2 separate regions of the Mus musculus genome follow, and region 1 is linked to region 2. The links are chromatin contacts, called in public HiChIP or PLAC-seq maps. All regions are on one chromosome and are shown on one strand. The core of a region is the stretch at or near the end of the contact, and the rest is flanking DNA. Distances in the headings are between cores, read along the strand shown. Region 1 overlaps Gm7194 (a long non-coding RNA gene). Region 2 overlaps Baalc (brain and acute leukemia, cytoplasmic).

Region 1 (6,685 bases), core at 3,317-5,816, 96 kb before region 2:
AAGTGCCTTTCATCTGTGGCATTCAGTTCTATTCTGAAGGGAGTGTCTTAGTTTATTCCTGATTGCAATGGAAAGTTCCAGAGAAGATCTTTTTATGTGATGTTTTATACAAAATCTCCCAAAGCTTACACACATATCTTTGCTCACTGGAGAGGTAAAATGTTTGTTCCCTACTTCCAAAGGGATTCTTTGTCAGTGGAATGTCTGCTTCTCCTTTGGGGATGACATTTGGGGTCCCCATTTACTGAAAAGTCTTGAGTAAAGCAAGAACACGTCACCTGCGAGCTGGAGTCTTTTTCCCACAGTGTTGTGTTCCCCAGATGGAACATGGCCCGACTCACAACGCTCATGTTCTCTGTGCTCATCACACCCTCCAAGTTCCTGGGCTATTAGCCTGTTGCTAGAAAGTTAATTATTAGACATTTAATTTTCAAAGTGCTATGGCTGATTTCTTTCCTCTTATTACAGTAACTGTGAACATACTTTAGCTCCATGGTGTTTGCTTCCATGCTGATCCGTTTGTATTTCTGTATAAAACAAAAACAAAAACAACAACAAAAACAAGTCTGAGTCCTTTGCTAAATCTCTGCTAACACAATCTTCCTCAGGTTTTCCTGCCTGAAGCAGCGTAAGATTACTGTTCCAACCCCTCCTCTATTCTGTCTGCTACCATTCAGCACACCAGTAAGAGTGAAGTGCGTAAGCATTTGTAAGTTTATGTATTTCTCGTGAGTAACTTAGCACTTTACCTAATTTTCACAAGATAACTTTCAAATGTATAAGTACAGAAAATATGGGGTTTGGTTAGCATTAAAAGTTTTGTGATACTCGGAAGGAATATCATAACATGCATTTAATGCCTTTCAGTGGCGTCTCTTTTTTGACTGCCATATCTATTATTCCCAAACACTGCCAATATGATGACTATTATATCTTTCATATTGCCTAAAATATTTAAAACAACAATCTGTCACTTGGATGCGGAAGAATTAGCGTCAAACTGTCCTGAATTTGTAGTCCTTGTCTTCATCTATGCATTGCAGCATCTAGAACAGAGGGGTAGAGTCGGGTTAGGAAAAAGCCAATCTCTTGAAATCTGTCACTGAAATGAAGTTAAATGCTTGCTTGACTTGACAGTAGGAAAATAACCCAATTTTTAAAAATGGGCAAAAGAAAAGAAAAAAACAAAACCAAAAAACCTGAAAAGTTAACTCATCAAAGAACATTGTCAGATGGCAAGTAAGCACGCGCAGCAGATGCTCTGCGCCCCGTGTCACGATGTGGCAAGAAGCTGGGAGAGCAATGGTGCCAGTGTATGCCTATTAGAATAGCCAAACCCCCAGACACGGACCGCATCGTGTTCTGGTGAGGATAAAGAGGAGGAACACTCAGTCAGTACCAGTGAAACTGACAAATGGCATAGCCACATGGGAACAGTCTGGCAGTTGTTATAAAACTAAACATACTCTTACCATTTGACCCAACAAGTCTACTCTTCTGTATTAACTCAAAGGAGTTGAAAAGTTATGTCTACACAAAACTCTGCACATGTATGCTTACAGATTTATTCATAATCACAAAAACTTGGAAGCAATCATGAGCCATCAAAAGGTGAATGATTCTGTGATACATTTAGAAAACAAAATATTACTTACCACTGAAAAATGGTTGAGTACTAAACCATAAAAAGATATAAGTATGGAGAAACTTTAAATTCATGCCTCTAAGTGAAAACAAGTCTGATCTGATAAGGCTACATACAATACCAACCAGATGACCTTCTGGAAAATGCACATGTGGGGGAGAAGTGGGAAGGAAGGCATGTTTAAACCTGTGGCATCACGTTGGTAGACACACAGTTGTGACACATGTGTCTAAACCCTTAGAGGGTGCAACGCAAGGATTGATCCCTGGTGTCAACTATAGGCCTCCGATGAGTTATCAGCAGTCATTTCACCAGTGGCCACAAATACATCACTCTGGTGGGAATTTTGATTTCATGTGTTTGAAAGCAGGGGTACGTGAGAAAGCTTTGTAGCTTCCACTGAATTTTTTTCCTGTAAATCTAAAACTGCTCTTAAACAAACAAACAAGCAAACAAACAACAACAACCAAAACCAAAACAAATATAAATCTTGGAGCTGGAGAGATGGCTCAGTGGTTGAGAGCACTGACTGCTCTTTCAGAGGTCCTGAATTCAATTCCCAGCAACCACATGGTGGCTCACAACCACCATGGGATCCAATGTGATCCAATGTCCTCTTCTGGTGTGTCTGAAGACAGCAACAATGTATTCATATTTTATTTTTAAAAAATGGGTAAGATGGGATAAATAGCCGAGTATTGACCTAGGTACCCATACATGACTCTGGGTCATATTCTGAGGAGGAATCCCAGAGCTTTATGAATACCAGGAAGCATTTGACGACCGAGCTGACTCCTCAAACCTAGGTCATGTTCTAATAAGTCTCCCTAGATTTTCATTGCTTTATTGCAAGTTTCACTTCAGCGGTGACAATTCTAAAGCATCTCCACTTGGATTGGCCCTTCTCTAAGTACCAAAAAGAATGGGAGCTCTGGACACAGCGAACAAAACAAAACAAAACAAAACCCAAAAACCTTTCAATTCCCATGTTCACCAGCCTCAGTACGCTTGGTTACCAGATAGTATGCTGAGAAAAGCTACCAGCTCATCTCTGACTCCATTCTGCCAGTTTTCCCTTATGCTGACAGCAATGGTTCCATATCTAAGGCTGATGTTCCCATATACATAAGGCATATTTCCCCAGCCAGATAGTAACTGTTACTTCCATCCTGCATCCATCAGTGATTCCCAGATGACCTTGCTCTACAGAAATCCCGACCTATCATCTTAATTTATTTTTACTTTTGATGTGTGTGTGTGTGTGTGTGTGTGTGTGTGTGATTGCATGTGGCAAGCACGTGCACACAACACACTGTGTTCATGGAGTGAGTAATTCTCTTTTCCCAGGTGAATTCAAGGAATCAAACTGAGATTGTGAGGATGGCTAGTGCTTTGACTGACCTAGAGATCTCACCTGCTCTCTCTAACTTTGGTTCTCTGCCAGAAGCACAAAAAAGCTGACATTTAGGCTCACCTAGATGATGCGCCTTTAGATGGAGTCATCATAGGGTTTGACATATAGTCACAGCATATTTCGGTAGACATTGATTGTGTTTCTCATGTGACCTACCCTCTGTATTGGGGTATAGGTATCACTTCCAAGGAGGTAATTGTTAAATTGATTAATATGCTTCTGGCAAGAGTAACAGAAACTTAGGGCTGGGGGGGGGCGGGTGACTTGATTGGAAAAATAACTGCCATGAAGCCTATGAGGATCCGAGTTCAGGTTCGCAGCACCAACGAAAGAAGCCAGGCACGTGTCTGTAACTGCAGAGCTGGGGGTGTAGGGAGGGGAGGGGTAAGAATAGACCCATCCAAGGAATTCACTGGCTAGCCCATGAGAAGAATTGCCAGCTAGCAGAACTGGTGAGCTACAGGTTTAGTGAGAGACCCGTCTTAAAGAAAGTAGATGATTGAATGAGATACCCAATATCTACCTCTGGCTTCTACATGCATGTACACGCACATGCACACACACAAGCACACATATTAGACACATAAAGGAAATGAACCTAACCATTGTGAGCTGGCAAGGATGCTTGCTATCTATGAGGTGAGACTGTGAGTTGCTCAAAACTGGCTGGCAATCTAGGTATTTATGGCGGGAGGAAAAGCCACCACACTGCTGGATGACAGAACTTAGCTCCTCTTTCCGGACTGATTGATACTGTGTGTATTCCAGCCAGAGGGATTAAAGGTATGTGGCGTGTCTACATTCCAGCCAGATCACACAGACCTAGAAGGTCTTCAGATGTGATCCCTTGACAGAACAGCCCCGTTGCTGGATTAAAATTCCTGTACGAATAGTAGCCTAGAAAACCCTGAAGTCATAGTGCAATGGCTCTGTGATGCTCAAGAACAGGAACATACTAACACAGGCTGCTGGTGTACCCATGGCCAGCTCTCTTCTCTTCCTGATGGTGTACCCATGGCCAGCTCTCTTCCCTTCCTGATGGTGTACCCATGGCCAGCTCTCTTCCTTTCTGGCTGATGGAGGAAATCCACACATGGTGGAACCCCCAGGGAGCTCCCAAAAGGTTTCTCTTCTTTTACAACTTGTCACTAGAACTCCTTTTGTTCTGAGATTTTAGGCATTTCACTAGAAGTAAGCAAGTCACGCCCTGGACTGCCTCAAAAATATTTCTGTCCTCTGTCTGACAGAGACTTGGAACGAAGCAGTCTAAGAGAGGTAAACAGGGAGGCTCCTGTCATGTCTGAGCCTAGCAGGGTACATTATTAGCGAATTCTTGGCCTTGAGGTTAGAAATCAGGTCCAGTATAGCTAATTCAATATCATTTTTTAGAGTTATAATAATTTTAGATCCTAACACATCCAGAACTATGAGCTAAACACTTCATCCTTCAGGATATTTAACTCATGTGGTTATGAGTCACTGCTAATATGTTCAACAGATATTCTGGTTTCTAAGCCGCTTATCCAAAGTAAAAATTTTAATTATTTTTCTTAGTGATTTGCTCATGTCTGCATACCAAGAGTCAGGCTTGGCTGACCAAAGGCATCTTGAAATATTTAACTTAGAATTCAGTATAGGTGAGACATGCCAGATATTTCTAAGCTTTCTATCCAGAAACATAAAAATTGTCAAAGTCAAGTTTTAAACGAAGCTACAGCAGGAGGAATAATCAACTATGCCAGTTATATATTTCATATATTAGTTTTCACATGCAGAATGACTAGATAAGATCTTGCGTGCTGTGTTCCAGAAAGAAATATGCAATTTCTGAAAAATGGGGAATGAAGGAAAAAGGAAATTTTAACTAGTAAATACTATAAATTCCAAGATGACAGTAAAATACTGAAAATCATTAAGCTGATTATTTTCACATACATCTGGATATACACATGCAAAAATATATACAAATGTATACACTATGCCTTATCTTAATGGTGATGTCAAATCAAGAACATAATAGAAGCTTTCTAAACTTACATATATGTAACCATAGTAAACCTAATGTATCATCCCCTGGGGGTTGTTTACACAGCACTGTTATTTACAAGTATAATTTAGCTACTTGATGGGGGTGGGGTTGTTTGTTTGTTTATCCTTGGAGGCTTTCATACCAAGGTATTTAAACTTCTGTTCATTCTTTGTAACTGCATTCTTTATGTATTCTTATCTCTTGCATACTCACGTTCAGTTTTCTCCTCACTGTGTACTTGTGGAGGTCAGATGTGCTCTATCTGGCCTTAAAAATCCAAGAGCTCTCTTGTCCCATGCAAAACACCATTGGGAAGCCAGGTATATACATAGAAAGAGCAATTGTCTAGCATGCCTAAAGCCCACGTTCCATCTCTAACACCTCAACTACAACAAAACCAAAATATCTTTATCATATGATGTCTGGAAAGACTGCACATAAGAAGGCAGGAAGGGCCTGTCTCTCTAGGAGTGTTAGGCTAGGAAATTGGTACTGTAAAATAGTGTTGAGAATGTTAATGTTTAAGTGGGATATAGTGCAGCACACCTTGAATCCCAGCACCAGAAAGGTAGAAGTAGGCAGACCTCTATGAGTTGAAGGCCAGCTTGGGTTATATATAAGTTGCTAGTCTGCTAAGGTTACACAGTGAGTTGATAGTCAACTAAGACTACATCACAAGAAACTGTTTCAAAACAAGAAGAAAATGGTGATGTTTAATACAACTCGCATTCGTTATCATTAGTCAGTTAATGAACATCTAAATGGTTCCCATTTCCTAGCTGTTGTGAATAGGGAAGCAGTGAACACAGATGCACAGGAATCTGTATGGACACTGCTGGAGGAGACACGTAATCACCATTCTGACCCAGCTTTGAATTTTGCAAGCTATGATAATGACAGATAATGGTAATGGTAAGGCACGACCATGGGTGAAATAGTAACACAAGAATCATTTTCTGCTTGATCACATCCCACTCTAAGATGAAACCCATACCTCACACCACCGTCAGGCCAAGAATCTGTCACTACATGTCCTAGGCTCGAGGAAAGAACTTATTATCATTATCCAGCTAATGGACATAGTATTGACTCCTAATGACTTTTGGTTACTCTCATAGGTTAATGCATCTATGACCTTCATCAGAGAAGGTTCTATTCACAGCAGTTGGTGATTAACAACTGTGAATAGAACTGTGAGACCCATATGGTAAGACCAGAACTGGCTAAGGCTAAGAAAAGAGACTGTAAATCATTTAGCTTAAAATAGGACATATGTATCACATCCTTTCTCCCAAAGCTCAGGAATCCTTGCACAGAAGCGAGAGAGAGAGAGAGAGAGAGAGAGAGAGAGAGAGAGAGAGAGAGAGAGAGAGAGAGAGAGAGAGAGAGAGAGAGAGAGAGGAAAGAATATAAGAAACAGGGGCAGTAGATGACTGCAAAGAGCCAGTGTCTTCTAAATGCCACAGGGCAGCTTCATACATGAACTCATAGTAGTTGTGATAGCACGCACAGGATCTGTGCAATCTCAAGCCCGCCAAACTCCAGCATGGAGAGGAGAGATGGACAACAAGTCCCACTCCTAGCCAAGGAATGATTG
Region 2 (6,082 bases), core at 1,588-4,087:
CTGGAGTTAGTTACACACTGACAGCTGAGAACTTTTCTCATGTTCTAGGCGTGGTTGGGAGAAGGAGGTAGAAACCAAGTCTTTGATATCTATGGTGTTTAAATGTAGTAATAAAAAAGAGACAGGAAAAAGGATGGTGTTCATATTGAAGCCCACACTACAGCAGCACGCCTACCTAGAGAAGCATTCAATAAAGGGGTATATTATTAAACTAGCTACTTGCTGGGTGATTGGAGTTAATGCATCTGGGAAAATTTCAGGAACTGATATAAAACACAGCTCTTAGCATTAGTAATCCAAAATTGAACTTCCCAAAGCAGTCATTCAGTGAAGGATGCTGGGATGAGTGAAGGAGATGAACAAGCATCAGTAGCACTAATGTCCTGGCCGTCCATATGCTGGAAGGAGAAGGGGAAGGTCCCCCAGTCAAGGAAGGCAGTTATCCTCCACTGGGGAGCACTTCAGGGGACGTAGATGCAGCGGAGTCCCTGTGGAACGGTGTTCTTCTGTCCCCCGTTGCTCTTATTCCTAGGAACCCAAGTTCCAGAAGACTGAGCAGTGGCCCACACACCCAGCTTATAAAAATATTCAAGTATTTTTCTAGGGTGTTGTGTTATATGCGTTTGCTAGGAATGCCTTCACAGAGTCCCACAGCCCTGGCCATCCTCAGCTACATGGTAAATTCAAGGCCAGACTAGGATACTGAGGCTCTGTCTTTTAAACTCACAACCACCACCACCGTCTTGGGAGCGCTCCAACTCCAGACTGATCACTTGGGACGGTGCCTGCTCGCAAGCAGGAGGACCTGAGTTCCATCTCCAGCACCCACATTAAAAGCTGGGCATGGTGGCCTGTGCTTGTAATCTCTGTGCTGAGAAGGCAAACCAGGCAGATCCCTAGGGCTCGGTGAACAGACAGCCTGCCCTGATTGCTAAGCCCTGGGTAGGTGAGAGACTGCCCCAAAAAGCAAGGAAGGAACTGAAAAGACACCTCAGCATTAAGAGCTCTGGCGATTCTTCCAGATGTACGCTTTCAGATGAACTGGGCTTAATTTCCAGCATGCACATGGTAGTTCACTACTACCTATAAACTCCTTCCTGGCAGATTCAACCAACATCTCCTGGCCTTCAAGGATACCAGGTAGCTCAGGCATACATCGGGCAAAAACATCCACACATATAGCAATATATAATAGACCTAACAGCACTTTAGAAAATGTTCTAAGAGTAAAGCTCTGACTCTTTTTCCTCCTGAGAGAAGGAGATAAAACCCAGGGAAACTACCTTCTCTAAACTGATGCAGGAAATGTTCTTATCACCAGTGACGGGAACTGTAGAGTGCTGCATGAATAATCTCACTATAGACACTTCAACAAGAAACTGGGGTGAGGGTGGAGGGTAGTAGTGAAGAAGAGGTTAGCAGGGGGTGGAAAAGGAATCTGAGAGAGTTGGGGGCATAAATAAGATCAAAATGCAGTCTATATTTTTTGAAAAGCTTTAATGTACTAGAAATTGGCAATAAAGTAGACATGGCCCTTGCTCTTGAGGAGATAATATTTTAGTAGAACAATAAAAACAATAAATAGACAGACAGACAGATGCAATAATTTCCAATTTCTGGCACATCAAAACTTTTTAATAAATATAGTACATGAAAGTGAATAAGCGCATACCTTTAGCTACTGGATCATACTTGCAACTTACCTCCTCAGAGAAATTCTCCAAGATTAGCTACTTCCCAGACTTGTGGAAATGATGAGGGACAATCTGTATTTGAAAGACCCTTATAAGAACAAGAAAACCAGATATTTGGAGAGGGGTTGCACAGCCATGCACCTCAGGCAGGTGACAAAGGCGGAGTTACTATATGTACGTCACACTGGTCTGCAGGCACCAGTTCTAGATATGCAGACATCAGCTCCAGCAAACTTGGTACCAAGGGACCAGGGACAAAGACCTTCCAGTTCTTCAAGAGAAAATGAATTAGGTTTGCTGATGAATTGTAACCTGTAAGAGTAGATTAAATAAAGCAGATGTATATTTCTTGGTTTCAGATGGCCTAAGTATGTACAGTTCTGGGCTCAGGGAGGTTGCATAGAACCAGGAACCCCGTCTTCTTCCGATTTGTTGCTCCGTTTGGCATAGCTTCAAATAGCTTGGTTGCTCCACTGCCAAGGACAGGTGACATACTGTCCCAATGGACCAGTATGTCTGCAGCTTTTCCCTCCACATTCTAAGCAGCAGGAGGAAAAGGAGACTCACAAGTGCAGTGCTTATTATAAATCAATGTATGATTGGCAGAGAAGGAAAGAATGTATATGGAGTTTTCAGTGAGGGGTGCCTGCTGGATCTATGTACATAGAATTCCAATGTTTGTACAGCAGGGCAGCTGAATAAACCATGCCTTTGATCTGATTTCAGCAAAACAGCCCCTCCTTGGAGACCCTGCTTAGAGAAACAGATATGGAGGAGAGGTCTTTCTGTGACACTGGGGAGCGGCCACAAATGGAGGTTAGTTGGTCAAATAGGTCTGAGTGCACTGGGGAGACGGGCAGCTAGAGGAACATCTTGTGAATGCAGGGCATTGGCTGCAACCTAGGTAGCCCTCAGTTCCTAATCTTTAGGCCCAGACACCTATTATAAGGACAGTTTATTCTTTCCTCAATTATGAACTTCTTTCCTGACCTTAACCCAGAGAGCCTTCTCATACAAGGCCAGGCTTACCCTGTCCAGAAGGCTAAGTGATCCCAGGCTGGCCCCAGCTCTCTAATCATAGCCCTCTCCAGTCATCCCCTGTCCTCCTAAGCTTGGGGTTGGCTCAGTTTCAGGGTATGAGACAGTTCTCCCTCTCGATATCTGTTTCAACTATGCTGGACATTCTGAGTCAGGTACGGGAATGGTGAGGAAGCACTGATCGTTGGCTGACATTCCTATCTGGCATCCCAGGTCACCAATTCCTGGCTAAAAAGTTATAAATCCCTCTGTAAGTGTAAGTTAGAGCTAATTGCAGCCCCCATATCTAGTTCATCTAATTCATAGGGCTGTTTGACTTATGTGAAACGCCTTTGTTTCAAAAAATTCTAACCAGCTGTGCATACAGATTTAAGGTTCCAGTAAAGAGCCTCTGTAACCATTCACATATGTTTGAAATTAATGACTTTATTGACACAAACTTCAGAATGGAAAGTGTTATCCCACTAGGATAGTAAGAGTCAGTTCCTGCTTTAAACACACATTTAAAACTTGCCAGATGGAAATTTCAATGGTGTGCCAGATCACAGGCCCTCCCTCCCTCCCTCCCTTCTCCTCGCAGAGTGAGAACGTGTTTCTGTATTTGCAGAGACAACTTTCCCAGATGGTAAATTCCAATGAGCTGAGGCAAACACAGAGTTGGGAAGAGAAGCCGGCCTTAGCCCATGGCCGATAGCATCAACTGGGGAAGCAGCATGTCAAAACACAGCGCACATGCCCTGGAGCGCAAGCCCTTGAGCTTGCAGGATTGGACCCATGGCCAACCCTGTGGAAGGACTCCTGCCCAGCAATGCCGCTGAGGACACAGGAGTCACGGGGCTTGCTTTTGTTTTATTAGTTAAATTGTCAGAACATGAAGTTCCCTAAAAGCCCTTTGACAAGGAGTCAAGATGAGAGAGGTTGGGGGTGGCGGGGGAACTGTGGTGTATACGGCAAAGGAGAAGACATACATCTGTGATTGACAGAAAGCTACCTTTACCTAAGTGTGAGATTCCACTGCAATCATTGGTCTTGTGCCACAGGGTCCGTGTCAGTCTCCTGAGTACCAAGCCTCCTCACAGAGTCAGAAGTACAGTCGTGACTTCCCGACTCCAAATCCCTCTGCGACTGTTACTGTAGCTGGCACAAGGTTGGCAGTGAATCTTAACACTAATAAACATACAGTCTACAGTTCTACTTGTGTTGGAGAAATAAGTCAGAGACAGCAGTGAGCATCTGCATCTTAATCCGCTTGGGTGACTTCTCTTGAACTGTCACGTAAGCATGCCGCCAGACTACTATTGCTGCTAGATGTGAGTTTGTTGGTACAGTTTGATATGACTTGGACCTTAATAAGCCCAAGCATGTTAACAGTCCTTTCAGACTCATGCTGTGTCATACTCTGCAGGAAGGTGTGCTTAGGAATGCTGGGGAAGGGTTCCTATCAAAGCATCGCTTTACCATGTTGGTGCCTGTTTTTCAATACAGTGAGTGCCTTGTTAGACTATGTCAACAGGAATATACATCAACCAGCCTCTGGCTTTCCAAACTAATTACTCTGCAGATACCAAAAATAACATGGTCCTTGGGGCTGTGTACAGAAGGGCCAAAGGGGTATCACGTGTGCCACCATGTGTTCCTAGGTCACTTTCCCCCCTGTGAGTGGTGTCCAGCTGCAAATGACCACCTGACTGAAGGTACAAAGCCCACCAGAACAATAGGGAACTGGAAAGCTATGGGGAAAAGCAACATGAAGCTAGGTCCCAAAGGGAGCAAAGGCCACAGGCATGTGACATTCTGGTTTGGAAGCCAACGCCTGGATGCTAGCCTGGGAGTCCTTTCCAGGTAGAGGAGAAACAGGTATGTGTGTGTGTGTGCGCGCGTGTGCATGTGCGTGTCTCATAGACACCTCTCAAAGACACCGAGTAGGCACCGGGGAGCCAGCACGTGAAGCTGGGACTGATTCAGCTCGTTCCAAGTCTCTCTGGTTTTTTGGATTCTTGTATTTCTGGATTTAGAGTTGGCTGGGAGCCAGCTCTTAAGTGAAAACAGTAAATTTTGTGGTGGCCGTATTTAAAAGGAAAGGAGGAAAGAAGGAGTTTGTCTGCAACCACACACTGAGAAAGCTCTGCACGAGTGTGAGCTCCTTGACAGGGATTCCGTTACTCCAGCCTTTCTGTGCCAGTCACCATGGCTACAGCAGACCATGCTACGGAAGCTGCAGAGGGGAAAAACAAACCACATTTTGGCAATCTATGAACATATTTCAGGACTTTTCGATGTATTTTCTATATGTGATAAACAGGAAACCGAGATGTTCGTCACAGCGTTGGGTGGCCGTGTGTCACTCAGAGGCATCCACACTCATCGAGTGACATCAACTTCTTCAGGATTCTTTGACTAGACTCCACCAAGAAGTTCATCTGCCTCCAGATCCGGGCACTGCTAATTGATGCAGTTCTTGGTGACCCTTTTACTTCTGTCCATCTGCCGAATATTCTCTGTAACATTAATAGCCACTTCTCTTGCAGACATCCGCTTAGCATCCCTCTTAGCCTGTTAAAAAGTTAAAAACACTAAATAAGTTCCTGGAAAATATCCAAAGCTCATCCAATCTGCATTAACTTCTTGATATGATTATAAACACACAGACAGGCAGGGGAATGACCTACAAGGACTCATGCATATAAGGCCAGGTTTTCCTTAATTAAAAGTTTTAATGCTCCACGAAGGCATAAAGATTGCACACCACACGTTATCAGGGCAACCTGTGATATCCTGATATAGACATACATGGTTATTCTCAGATGTTTCTCTGTTGACTCTCTAAGATTAAGCTAGCACAGGTCCTGGTATAAGATGTGCCCATAAAACAAGGGTGAATGAACACATTAACTGAGATTAAAGGGTAGTGAGAATGTTTTCACAGTGGCCTTAGCAGGGGTGGTTAAAAGTTATTTTTTTAACTTTGGACTTTGGTTCAAATACAGACTACGTATCTCCATGGGGCAGACAGCTTCATCATTACAGAGTTTCCTCATCTGTGAAGTGGGGAGTAATATTACCTACCTCATAGGACTTTTGTAATCATTAAATAAGATAACACACATAAAATGTTTGGTACAATGCCTGTGTTTTAGTTAAGAGAAAACTTCAAAACACAGAATTGTCTCGTTTTAGGTGAAGACAGACCTTTGCTAAAAGCCCAGAATTAAATTTAAACACGAAAGCATTTCCTAAACTATAGGTTCTTCAGCAAAATCCCAGCCCCCTGTTGATTTGTGAAAACAACTTTAATGAGCGGAATGGATTCCTGCAAGTGGCAGCGACCATGAGATGACCCTGCAAGTCAT

The links. HiChIP or PLAC-seq counts read pairs in DNA pulled down with a chosen protein or histone mark.
Region 1: a contact with region 2 is called in an H3K27ac HiChIP or PLAC-seq map of embryonic fibroblasts, with 16 read pairs. The contact joins two enhancer-like sites. A contact is called at or near these places in 1 of 15 datasets of contacts at CTCF or cohesin (the NIH/3T3 cell line), 2 of 484 Hi-C or Micro-C datasets (stem cell-derived epiblast-like cells and uterus) and 3 of 115 datasets of contacts at active chromatin or transcription factors (embryonic fibroblasts, extraembryonic endoderm stem cells and vascular smooth muscle cells).

What each region holds. Positions count from the first base shown.
Region 1 is chr15:39,045,617-39,052,301 of GRCm38.p6, reverse strand. The region is part of intron 1 of Gm7194 (a long non-coding RNA gene); the gene reads right to left. Among named protein-coding and RNA genes, the nearest start is that of Gm7194, 6.8 kb to the right of the region's middle. Within about 2 kb of position 4,566, at least 29 of the 459 cell types and tissues checked have an H3K27ac peak or open chromatin away from gene starts, as enhancers often do. A contact at or near this core is called in the NIH/3T3 cell line and embryonic fibroblasts, where this site is marked.
Region 2 is chr15:38,948,321-38,954,402 of GRCm38.p6, reverse strand. Baalc (brain and acute leukemia, cytoplasmic) reads right to left here. Exons shown (of 2, transcript NM_080640.6): 2 at 3,139-5,285. The coding sequence ends at 5,175. Among named protein-coding and RNA genes, the nearest start is that of Baalc, 17 kb to the right of the region's middle. Within about 2 kb of position 2,837, at least 88 of the 459 cell types and tissues checked have an H3K27ac peak or open chromatin away from gene starts, as enhancers often do. A contact at or near this core is called in the NIH/3T3 cell line and embryonic fibroblasts, where this site is marked.